Linked DNA regions of Mus musculus: region 2 is linked to region 1. A link is a contact called in public Hi-C data. All regions are on one chromosome and are shown on one strand. The core of a region is the stretch at or near the end of the contact, and the rest is flanking DNA. Distances in the headings are between cores, read along the strand shown.

Region 1 (5,030 bases), core at 1,394-3,893:
TTTTTTTTTTTTTGGGTTTTGGTTTTTTTCGAGACAGGGTTTCTCTGTGTAGCCCTGGCTGTCCTAGAACTCACTTTGTAGACCAGGCTGGCCTTGAACTCAGAAATCCGCCTGCCTCTGCCTCCCAAGTGCTGGGATTAAAGGCGTGCACCACCACCGCCCGGCTGTACTACTGTTTTTAAATTAATTAATTTAAACTTGAAGTCCCGGGCCAGGTGTGGTGATGCACACTTTTAATCCTAGCACTTGGGAGGCAGATGGATCTCTGTAAGTTTGAGGCCTGCCCAGTCTACATGGTGAGTTCCAGGGCAGCCAGTTTCTTTCTTTTCTTTTCTTTTCTTTTCTTTTCTTTTCTTTTCTTTTCTTTTCTTTTCTTTTCTTTTCTTTTCTTTTCTTTTCTCTCTCTCTCTCTCTCTCTCTCTTTCTTTCTTTCTTTCTTTTTTTGGTTTTTTCGAGACAGGGTTTCTCTGTGTAGTCCTGGCTGTCCTGGAGTTCACTCTGTAAACCAGGCTGGCCTCGAACTCAGAAATCCACCTGTCTCTGCCTCCCAAGTGCTGAGATTAAAGGCGTGCACCACCATACCCAGCTGGCAGCCAGTTTCATAGAGAGACTCTATCTCCCTGCTCACCCCCTCAAAAAAAAAAAAAAACCAGAAAATAAAAAAAATAGTAAACTTGAGGGGGCTGGAGAGATGGCTTAGAGGTTAAAAGCACTGGCTGTTCTTCCAGAGGTCCTGAGTTCAATTCCCAGCAACCACCTGGTAATTCACAATCATGTGTAATGAGATCTGGTGCCCTCTTCTGGCATGCAGGCATACATGCAGGGAGAACATTGTATACATAATAAATCTAAACAAACAAACAAACAAACTTGAAGTCCTGAAATGTAGACTTAACTACAGCACCCAGCTAAATTCTGACATTAGTACAGTGAGTATGTGTGGAAGAAATGGATGAATTAAACCATGTATCACATAGTGACCCCAAGTCAAAGCTCACAGGGACAAAGTTATGGTCATCATGTATTGTGGTCTGAGTGTGGTCCCTATAGATTTATGGATTTGGGTACATTGTTCCCAACTAGTGGCATTGTTTGGAAAAGTTATGGAGCCTTTGGGAGGCAGAACCTTGCTGAAGGGACTATGTCCTTGGGGGCAGGCTTTGCCGTTTTATAGCCTGGTTCCAATTCCTGTTCCCTCTCAGCTTCCTGCTCCTGATACCACACCTGCTTCATTATGTTGCACTGAATTCCTCCTGGAACTGTGAGCCCAAATGACCCTTTATCCTTAAAGTTCCTTTTTCAGAGTATTTTGGGTTTTGATTTTTTTTGTTTTTGTTTATTTATGTGCCTTGGTATTTTGCCTGAATTTATATCTGTGTGAGGGTGTCAGGTCCTCTGGAACTGAAGTCACAGACAGTTGTGAGCTACTATGAGGGTGCTGGGAATTGAACCTGGATCCTCTAGAAGAGCAGCCAGTGCTCTTAACCACCGAGTCATCTCTCCAGCCCCCTTTCCAGAGTATTTTTATCACAGCAAAAAAGAAGAAATTAAGATAATGTGTGAATTCAGAGGAGGATCTCTAGTCATAAGAACTATTCTGGAGGGGCTGGCGAGATGGCTCAGTGGTTAAGAGCGCCGGCTGCTCTTCTATAGGTCCCAAGTACAAATCCCAGCAACCACATGGCGGCTCACAACCATCCGTAACGAAATCTGATGCCCTGTTCTGGAGTGTCTGAAGACAGCTACAGTGTACTTACATATAATAAATAAATAAGTCTTAAAAAAAAAAAAACTATTCTGGAAATGGCTATTTGAGGGAATCCAGGAGCTGCAAAGAACTGAAAATGGTAACCGTCCTATTTGGTAGACATTACAACTGTCAATAGACGATAAACCACAGCTAGTGGACCATGGTGCAGACGCTGCTGGTCTCCCAGAATCTTCTCACCGAGGGAGGGCTCAGTTCAGTCACCCTGAATGCTTTTGTACAGGAATGAATGGCCACTTTTACCATGAAAACCAAAGGAAGCTGAGGGGTTGCCTCACAGAAATGTATTTCGCCATAAGCAGATTCAGTGTGAGCACTAGCTCAAGGTGAGGGGCACCCAGGTGCAGAGTATTCCTCCTGTTGGTTAGCTTACTCTAATCCTAGAGACCGGTACACAAGGTTATTTTAGACAAGAAAATCAATTTAGCAGAAATGATTGATACTCAGTGTACTCAAGAGCTAACCTGGCCTCATTTGTCGGAAAAGGAAGAAAGGGAAGAAAGCTTTTTTTTTTACATCTGGCCTGCCTTTTTGCTGTGGAAATTCCTGCCTCCGAAGCTCTGTGGAGGCAGCTTAGTCATTTCTACATCCGCTTTGCAGACCACCATGTGTGTCCACCACATTTTCTCACCAGAGCTGTGGTGGTATGTGGCTGTACTCAGAGGCCTGGGAGATGGTGCCTGGGCCAGAGTCAGAGAGCCATCACCACAGAGCAGCAGAATGGTACCAGACAGAAGGACGTGGGGCAGAGCTCTGCCTCTCTCAGTGAGCCTGCCCTGAATCTAGGACTTTTATCCCTCAAAGTATGGGGATACAGTCCAATAGGGTTTAGTCTGAACTCATCTGTGTGACTCGCCCCTGTGTCAGCTGTATGAGCTGGTGCTGGATCAAGGCTAGAGATAATGAAACACTGCAAAGCCACGGGAAACCCAGAGGGCTGGATGACCTCTAGCTGGTTAGCTGCATGATTTCAATAGAAACTGCCACAGAGGCCAGAGAACACCACAGACCATGAGTGGACTCTTCAATTTTCAGTTACAATTGTTTTTATGTGCATTTTTTGCAGGCGCTCTGAAGGCTCATTCTAAAGACACTCCTCCTCGGCCAGCATGCTCTGCCAAGAGGTGCTCGGAAGGCCACGGAGAGTTCGGGGCATGACCACACCACCCCTTCCCATCCCTAGGGTATGGAGGCTTTGTTACCAGGCCGCAGCTGAGTAAATACTTCTCAGGGCTACTCTGTAGAGGGAAAGGGAACTGAGGGAGAAAGAGGGTGGGGGTGGGGTGGGGAGCAAGGCATCTGACAGCTTCTCTCTCCTTGGAACACTTGGTACCACAGTCACAGGAAAGCTGCCAGCATCCTAAGGGCCGTGTAGCTGTCAAGCAAAGCACAGAAGAACAGTCTGTGTTCCTAAATGTTATCTTCTTTGGCAGCATTCATTTTATATTATAAATAGAGGGAAATAATAATAATTAATTTACTGAAAGGGAGATGACCCCACAAAAGGAATGAGACGCAATGGCTTCCAATAACACTTGTGGGGTATAATGCTTGAGCCATTATAAACTCTGGCCTCTGCCACATCACCATTCCCCAGAGCTCTATTTAGTGTGTTCAAAGAGGAGCAAGAAGCCAAAGTCTTTATTTTTATATTTTATTATGACCAAGCCCAACACCAAGTGAGAAATATATCTTGCCTATTTCTGTTTGGCCAGTGGGGTTCTAAACTATTAAATAATCAGTCAAGACAATGATCTTGTGGCAATGTTTAAGATGAACAAGAACTGCCCAGGAACTGTGGTATCAGATACAAATGTAAAGAAATGTGGGCATTTTCAATAAAAGATTATATATACACATCCTGGCAGTTTGGTCAGGTCTGTGGACTAATCATGACCATCTCTACCCACCACTGGGAACTTGAAACAGAGGCTTGACCTGCCACCTACGACCCCTACACTGAGTCGCGCTCTTGGGTACAGCTCTGTCTCCTGCCCTCAGATAGGACTATTGAGGTTGGGTGGACTAAGGAAGGGTATTGGGTTTGTTTGTTTCGTTGTTTGTTTGCCTGTCTGTTTGTTTGTTTGTTTTTTTCAAGACAGGGTTTCTCTGTGTAGCCCTGGCTGTCCTGAAACTCACTCTGTAGACCAGGCTAGCCTCAAAGTCACCGAGACTGCCTGCCTCTGCCTCCTGAGTGTGGGGAGTAAAGGATGTGCCACACCACTGCCTGGCCATCTTGCTTTACTTCTAAAGAGGACCGTGTTTTCCCATTCAAATAGATACCACAAAACCAAGATGCAAGAGTCAAGCCAAGCATGTGCTTCTGAGTGCTAAAACCCACGCCTGCTCTCAAGTACACAGAAACGGTTCAGCAGGTCAAGAGCTAACATGGAGAAGGAACTTGAGCCTTTCCTCACAGTGTCTGAAGGTGAGAGGATAGATAGCCCTCCTGTCCGTGATGGCTGATATCTAAAACGACTCACTCAGCCTTTGGAAAGGAGGAGGTGTAAGACGTTTTATGGGGTTTTACCGTCAGAATGAAGCGATCCAGCTTGTTTTCAAAAAGAAAAAGTCTGTTCTGTTTCAGAGACACATCATGATGCAGAGGCAATGCCTTGGTCTGAGTTCTGTGAAGAACATTCCTCTGGGTACAACTTCCTCTGACTAGGCCTCAGTTTTCCACCCATAAGATAGAGATGTCAAATATGAAAGTAAAAAAAATATATATTTAAAGGATACACTTAAAAATAGAAATCTTGCCGGCCGTGGTGGCACACGCCTTTAATCCCAGCACCCAGGAGGCAGAGGCAGGCAGATTTCTGAGTTCGAGGCCAGCCTGGTCTACAGAGTGAGTTCCAGGACAGTCAGGGATACACAGAGAAACCCTGTCTCGAAAAACAAACAAACAAACAAACAAAAAAATCTTACATGGAACTTTAATATATATCATTCTGGTGGTTTGAGTAAGAATGGCCCAGTAGGCTTATATATTTGGTCATTAGGGAGTGGTGCTATTTGACAGGACTAGACCTTGTTGGAGGAAGTGTGCCACTGGGGTAGGCTTTGGGGTTTCAAATGCCCAAGTCAAGTCTAGTGTCTCTCTCTTCCTGCTGCCTGTGGATCCAGATGTAGCCCACTCAGCCACCTCTCCAGCACCATGTCTCCCTGCACGCCCCATGCTTCTTGCCACAATGAACTAAACCTCTGAATATAAGTAAGCTCCCGAGTAAATATTTTCCTTTATAAGAGTTGCTATGGTCAT
Region 2 (5,030 bases), core at 1,190-3,689, 76 kb after region 1:
TCTCCTAGATTGTCTATTAGGAAAGATGAAGAGAGAGACATGTTTATGAAGATTTGGAGCACCTGGGGCCCTTATACATTGTTGAGAAAATACATAGTAGCCTTTCTGGAAACAATTTTATGGCTTCTCTGTAATTCCAGTACTAGTTACATATCCCAAAACAGAGAGTAGAAGAACATACCGACATCAGAGCATGTAACTGGAGCCTTTGCCACCCCAGTGCCCCTACTAGGAGATGAGAGGTACAGAGACAGGATAATGCCTAAAAGACTGTGGCTACCCAGCCTGGCTATGCAGCAGAAAGACCACAAAGAGACTGTCTCAAACAAGGTGGGGGTGAGGGCCAACACCCAAAACTGTCATTCGACTTCCACATACACTCTGTTGCACACATGTGGCCACACTCACGCACACAACAAACACAAGGAGGAGGAGAGTCTTAGGCAAAATGAGGCTGTGTCTAGAAACACTTTAAGGAAGAGACATGCTTTTGTTAATTTTGTGTTTTGTTACCAATTTTTTGTTATTTAAAGAACATTCCAGTTGCTTTCTTTGTCTCCTGAGGCCCCTAGCCATGCTTACTGGCTGGCTTCCTTCCCCCAGGTTTCCTCCTGTGGGCTGGGATGTCGGTGCACAGGCACATCTTAAATGGGAGGTTTTCCCTGTCACGGAGGAGCAAACAAAGTCATGCAGGTCTTACAGAGGATGGCTTTATACCCCATAATACCATGATGATGTCACAGACAGACCCTGTTACTGAATTCCTGCATAGCATGAACCACTGGGTATTCAAATTTCACTATGAAAACTCATTCTTTCAGTTGTTGGGGCTTTGCTGAAAGACTGGAGTTTTGTTCTTCAAAAAGTTGGCAAACCCTAAAGATATGTTCCTCTGTACAAATTGGTCCCTGAAGTAACAATTCATGGATTTGTTCTTTCCTTCCTTGTGAAGCTCAGACAAGGCCTAAAGCTCTTAAATGTTTTCTTTGCACTGCCTATCTACTACAGAATTTGGCAACAGTAACTTGATGAGAGATGTCGGTGGAGCGTGACCATTCAGCCTGTGTTGCAGAACCCTGAAGCCATTTAGACAACACACTTGTGCACAAGCTGCCTCACCCCCTGCTCCTTCTACTGAGCTCTAAAGCCCTTCCCAGACATGAATTCAGCCACAGTGTTCCTAACTACTTCACTGTCCTGTGGCCATCTGCCATTCTGCCATTTGAACGTGCAGTATACCTACTGTGGGAGGAAGTGAGTGGGGATCCTGTGTACAAGGATTTTGACAAAGGTGGTTTTAATATGTAGTGCACTTGGAATGAGCTTCTGTACACAGATATGAATCAGGAAAGCTATTGGGTTCATTGACTGTGCATTCTCTGAAGCAATAAAGAAGTGTAAGTGGACTAGAACGCAGAGACCCAGCCAGCTAGATGGCTCAGCAGGTAAAAGCATCTGCCTTCAAGACTACCATCAACCTGGGATCCACATGCTATGTAGAGAGAACTGACTCTGGCTAGCTGGCCTCTGTCCTCCGAATGCACTGCATGGCACTTGTATGTATGTGTGTGTGCACGCACGCACGCACACACACACACACACACACACACACACACACACACACTAAATCAATCAATAATGTGATTTAGGAAAAAACATTGCACATCCAAAGCCTGCCACACTGCAGGTGCCTGCTGAGACTCTGTCTTCATGTTGTCAACAGTAGCTTAGTTACAAGTACAAAGTACAAGATCTTCGGCTTTTCAAATACTTCCCAACTGGGCTATGGAGAGGAGGACTCTGACTCAGCAGCAGATAAGGAACACTGGCTGATGACCTGAATTTGATCCCTGGGATCTATGCATTGGAAAGAGAGAACTAACTCTTGAATGTTGTCTTCTAGGCCAGGTATAGTAGAGTACATCTTTAATCCCAGTATTTGGAAGGCAGAGTCCAATCAGATCTTTGTGAGTTTGAGGCCAGCCAGCTCTACATAGTGAGGTCCAATACCTTACATAGACCTTGTCTCAAAACAAAACAAAACAAAGAAAAAAACCCTCAAAACAAAACAAAACAAAAAACCCAACAAAACAAAACAAACAAACAAAAAACCAAAAACCCAAAACATTGTTTTCCTGACCTCCATGTGTCATATACAAAAAAAGTAAATGTAAAACATCAACAAGAAATTTTGGAAGAAATTCAGTTGGGGCTTGTTGGGAACTGGTTCTAGCGCTTTGTCTTAATTTGACTCCCAAAAGCTGCAATTCCAGACCTGAGGGTCCCTGCCTCCAGCTGGCTTCAACTGGTAATAAAGAATTGTCATACAGCCGATAGCTGGGCAGGGAGAAGAAGGTGGAACTTTTAGATTGTGTGGGCAAGGGACGGAGGGAGAGGGAAGAAGAGGAGAATCACCATGACTCAGAGGCAGAGGGATCAGATTTAAGAGCCATAGGAGAGAAGTTATCCAGCAATGTGGGAGGAAAGGGAAAGCAGCCCTGGGGTGGGGGTGGGGCAGCTGTCCAGAGGTAACAAGGCAGCAGAGATAAAATATAAAATTAAAAGGTATTAAGCTAGGAATGCCAGAGGGGAGTGTTCCCTAATCACAAGGAGGTTTAGAGTGGGTGGGTGGGAGAGTGGGTGGGGGAGCGTGTAGGGGACTTTTGGGATAGCATTGGAAATGTAAATGAAATAAATACCCAATTTAAAAAAAAAAGGGGAAAAATGTAAAAAAAATAAAAATAAAAATACATGAAACACACACACACACACACAAAAAGAATGTTAAAATCATGTCCACGAGGGCTGGTCAATTGGAGTTAAGAGCAGCCCAGATGGAACATAGTGAGTAATAAGTCAGGGTTATCAATAGGAAAGCAGATTCGAATGGCATAGAGGAGAGATATCTGCTCGGCTTTGGTGCTGATAAAGGCTTAAGGTCACATGTGTCTTTTATCTGGGAACTGCATAATTAAAGGCAGAGTAAAAGCCTCCCATTGGGATTAAATATTTTCAACAACAACAAAAAAAAAAGAAAAAAGAAAAAAAGAAGTGCCCAACCATTACACCAAGGCATATTAAAATTAGCTGTGTGTGGGGTGTGTGTGTGTGTGTGTGTGTGTGTGTGTGTGTGTTTCATTCATGCAACCCACCTGGAGCCAAAGCAGATTAACGAATTCACCATGACAAGGGCAAATCATTCCTCAATTCCTGACTCACTGTATAGGCATAGGTGAACCAATCTAGGAAACCAAGCTGATAGCAGCAGATGCAATTCATAATTTCTGAGACAGTGAAAGACAGAGATGAGCCAATCAGGTCTCTCTTGCAATAGCTTAAAGCACTCACATTTCAAACCAAGATTATTTTTTTTCTGCCAAAGTAACTACCATAGCAGAGTTCATTTTCAGACCGTGATATTGGTGATAGATTTTACTGCATTAAGAAGAGAAAAACTTAAGACATCTCACAGGCCTTAAGAGCTATGGAAAGTCTCTGCAGGAGGAAGATAAAGCCCTAGTTTCTTTCCTTGGTCACTTCAAATGCAGTCACCAGATCTATAAAGAATCTTCCTAAAATAGAAGTGGAATAAAGCACTTGTCACAAACAGGCCTGTTGCTAAGGGTAGAGGAGCCTGTTTCCATACAGGTTAACTCTGCAGAGGGGCTACACCAAGGGACTTAGTTCTCACATGCTGCTTCTCCGAGAGTAAGCTCTCCCTGGCAGGATCTTGGTTTATAGTATTTCTATGCTGACTATTTTGTATGTGTGTGGGTGTGTTTCTGTATACCACTGTGTGCCATGATAACACACTCTAAGAGTGAATTTTCTCCTTCCACCACAAATGTCCAAGGAATGGAACTCAGTCTAACTGCCAGTGTCCTGTGTGCTCCCTATAGGCTACGAGGCTTGGCAGCAGGTACTGCATCCACTGGCCATTCACCAGTTTAGGACCTTTGTTTATAATAGTCAAGTTCTTGCCAGAGCTTGACTTTTTCTTTTTACTTTTTTTTTTTTTTTTTTGGTCATTATGTGATTATGGGTATGGATGTGAACATGAATGCAAGCATCTCTGAAGGCAGGAAGGTCAGCATTGCATCCCGTGGAGCTGGGGTTATAGGTGGTTGAAAACTCCTCAGTGTGGGTGCTGGGAACCAAACCAAAATTCTCTTCAAGTGCACTGTATGCTCTTAAAGGCTAAGTCATCTCTCCAGCCTCCTCTTTCTTCTTTAGGACAGTCTCACTATATAGGCCAGAATCTCAGAATATTCATTCTTTTCTCTCTCTCTCTCTCTCTCTCTCTCTCTCTCTCTCTCCCTCTCCCTCTCTCTCTCTCTTTCTCTCTCCACTTGAGTGTGAACCCATGAGTACATGACACACATGTGGAGGTGAGAAGGCAACTTCAAGAGTTGGTTCTCTCCTCTCCCTTGGCCAAGGCAGTCTCCTTTCTTGTTTCTGTTATACTGCATATGCAAGGCCGGCCAGTCACAACTTCAGGGCAGTTAATTATCCTGTCTTAGTGAGGTGCTGAGGCTGAACTCAGGTCATTAGCTCGCACACAAACTTTTACCTAGTAAGCCATCTTGCTGCCTCTGTAATGTTCTTGAGTTCACAATCCTGGTTCAGTTTTCTGAGTGCTGGGATTACAAGTGTGCACCACACACCCACATGCTAGAGTTTCAAACTTCCTTTTGAAGTCTTCAGACTTCCAAACACATTTCTTAAAGCCTGGCATGCTGTGGTTCACTGCTGACTGTCTGCATACCAATTCAGTTCCTTTCCCGCTCAGTATTAGCAAAGAAGCAAGCCCACTAAGTGTCAGCTGGAGTATCTGCAGCTCTGATAAGGTTGGTCACTCAGTGCAAGCAGGAACAGGGAACGCATGCACCTCAGGATGGGAAATCAATGAAGATTGGATATTACAGACTCTATACTCTATAGCAAAGGAAAATTTAAAGTATAAATATCATGGTAATTAAAATGCTTTATACATGCTGTATTTTAAAATCAGGTTGCTATGTTGTTGTCTT

What was found. A called contact is a pair of places that touch in the nucleus more often than the background predicts.
Region 2: a Hi-C map of the C2C12 cell line shows a contact between it and region 1, with 1.5 times the contacts expected there. The contact joins two enhancer-like sites. A contact is called at or near these places in 18 of 484 Hi-C or Micro-C datasets (the C2C12 cell line, Sertoli cells, bone marrow-derived macrophages and 9 more), 5 of 115 datasets of contacts at active chromatin or transcription factors (differentiating embryonic stem cells, embryonic basal ganglia and embryonic stem cells) and 1 of 9 other capture datasets (embryonic stem cells).

Annotation. Positions count from the first base shown.
Region 1 is chr2:91,310,143-91,315,172 of GRCm38.p6, forward strand. The region is part of intron 3 of 1110051M20Rik (RIKEN cDNA 1110051M20 gene); the gene reads right to left. Among named protein-coding and RNA genes, the nearest start is that of Arfgap2, 48 kb to the left of the region's middle. Within about 2 kb of position 2,644, at least 83 of the 459 cell types and tissues checked have an H3K27ac peak or open chromatin away from gene starts, as enhancers often do. A contact at or near this core is called in the C2C12 cell line and muscle stem cells, where this site is marked.
Region 2 is chr2:91,386,017-91,391,046 of GRCm38.p6, forward strand. The region is part of intron 2 of 1110051M20Rik (RIKEN cDNA 1110051M20 gene); the gene reads right to left. Among named protein-coding and RNA genes, the nearest start is that of 1110051M20Rik, 56 kb to the right of the region's middle. Within about 2 kb of position 2,440, at least 44 of the 459 cell types and tissues checked have an H3K27ac peak or open chromatin away from gene starts, as enhancers often do. A contact at or near this core is called in the C2C12 cell line and muscle stem cells, where this site is marked.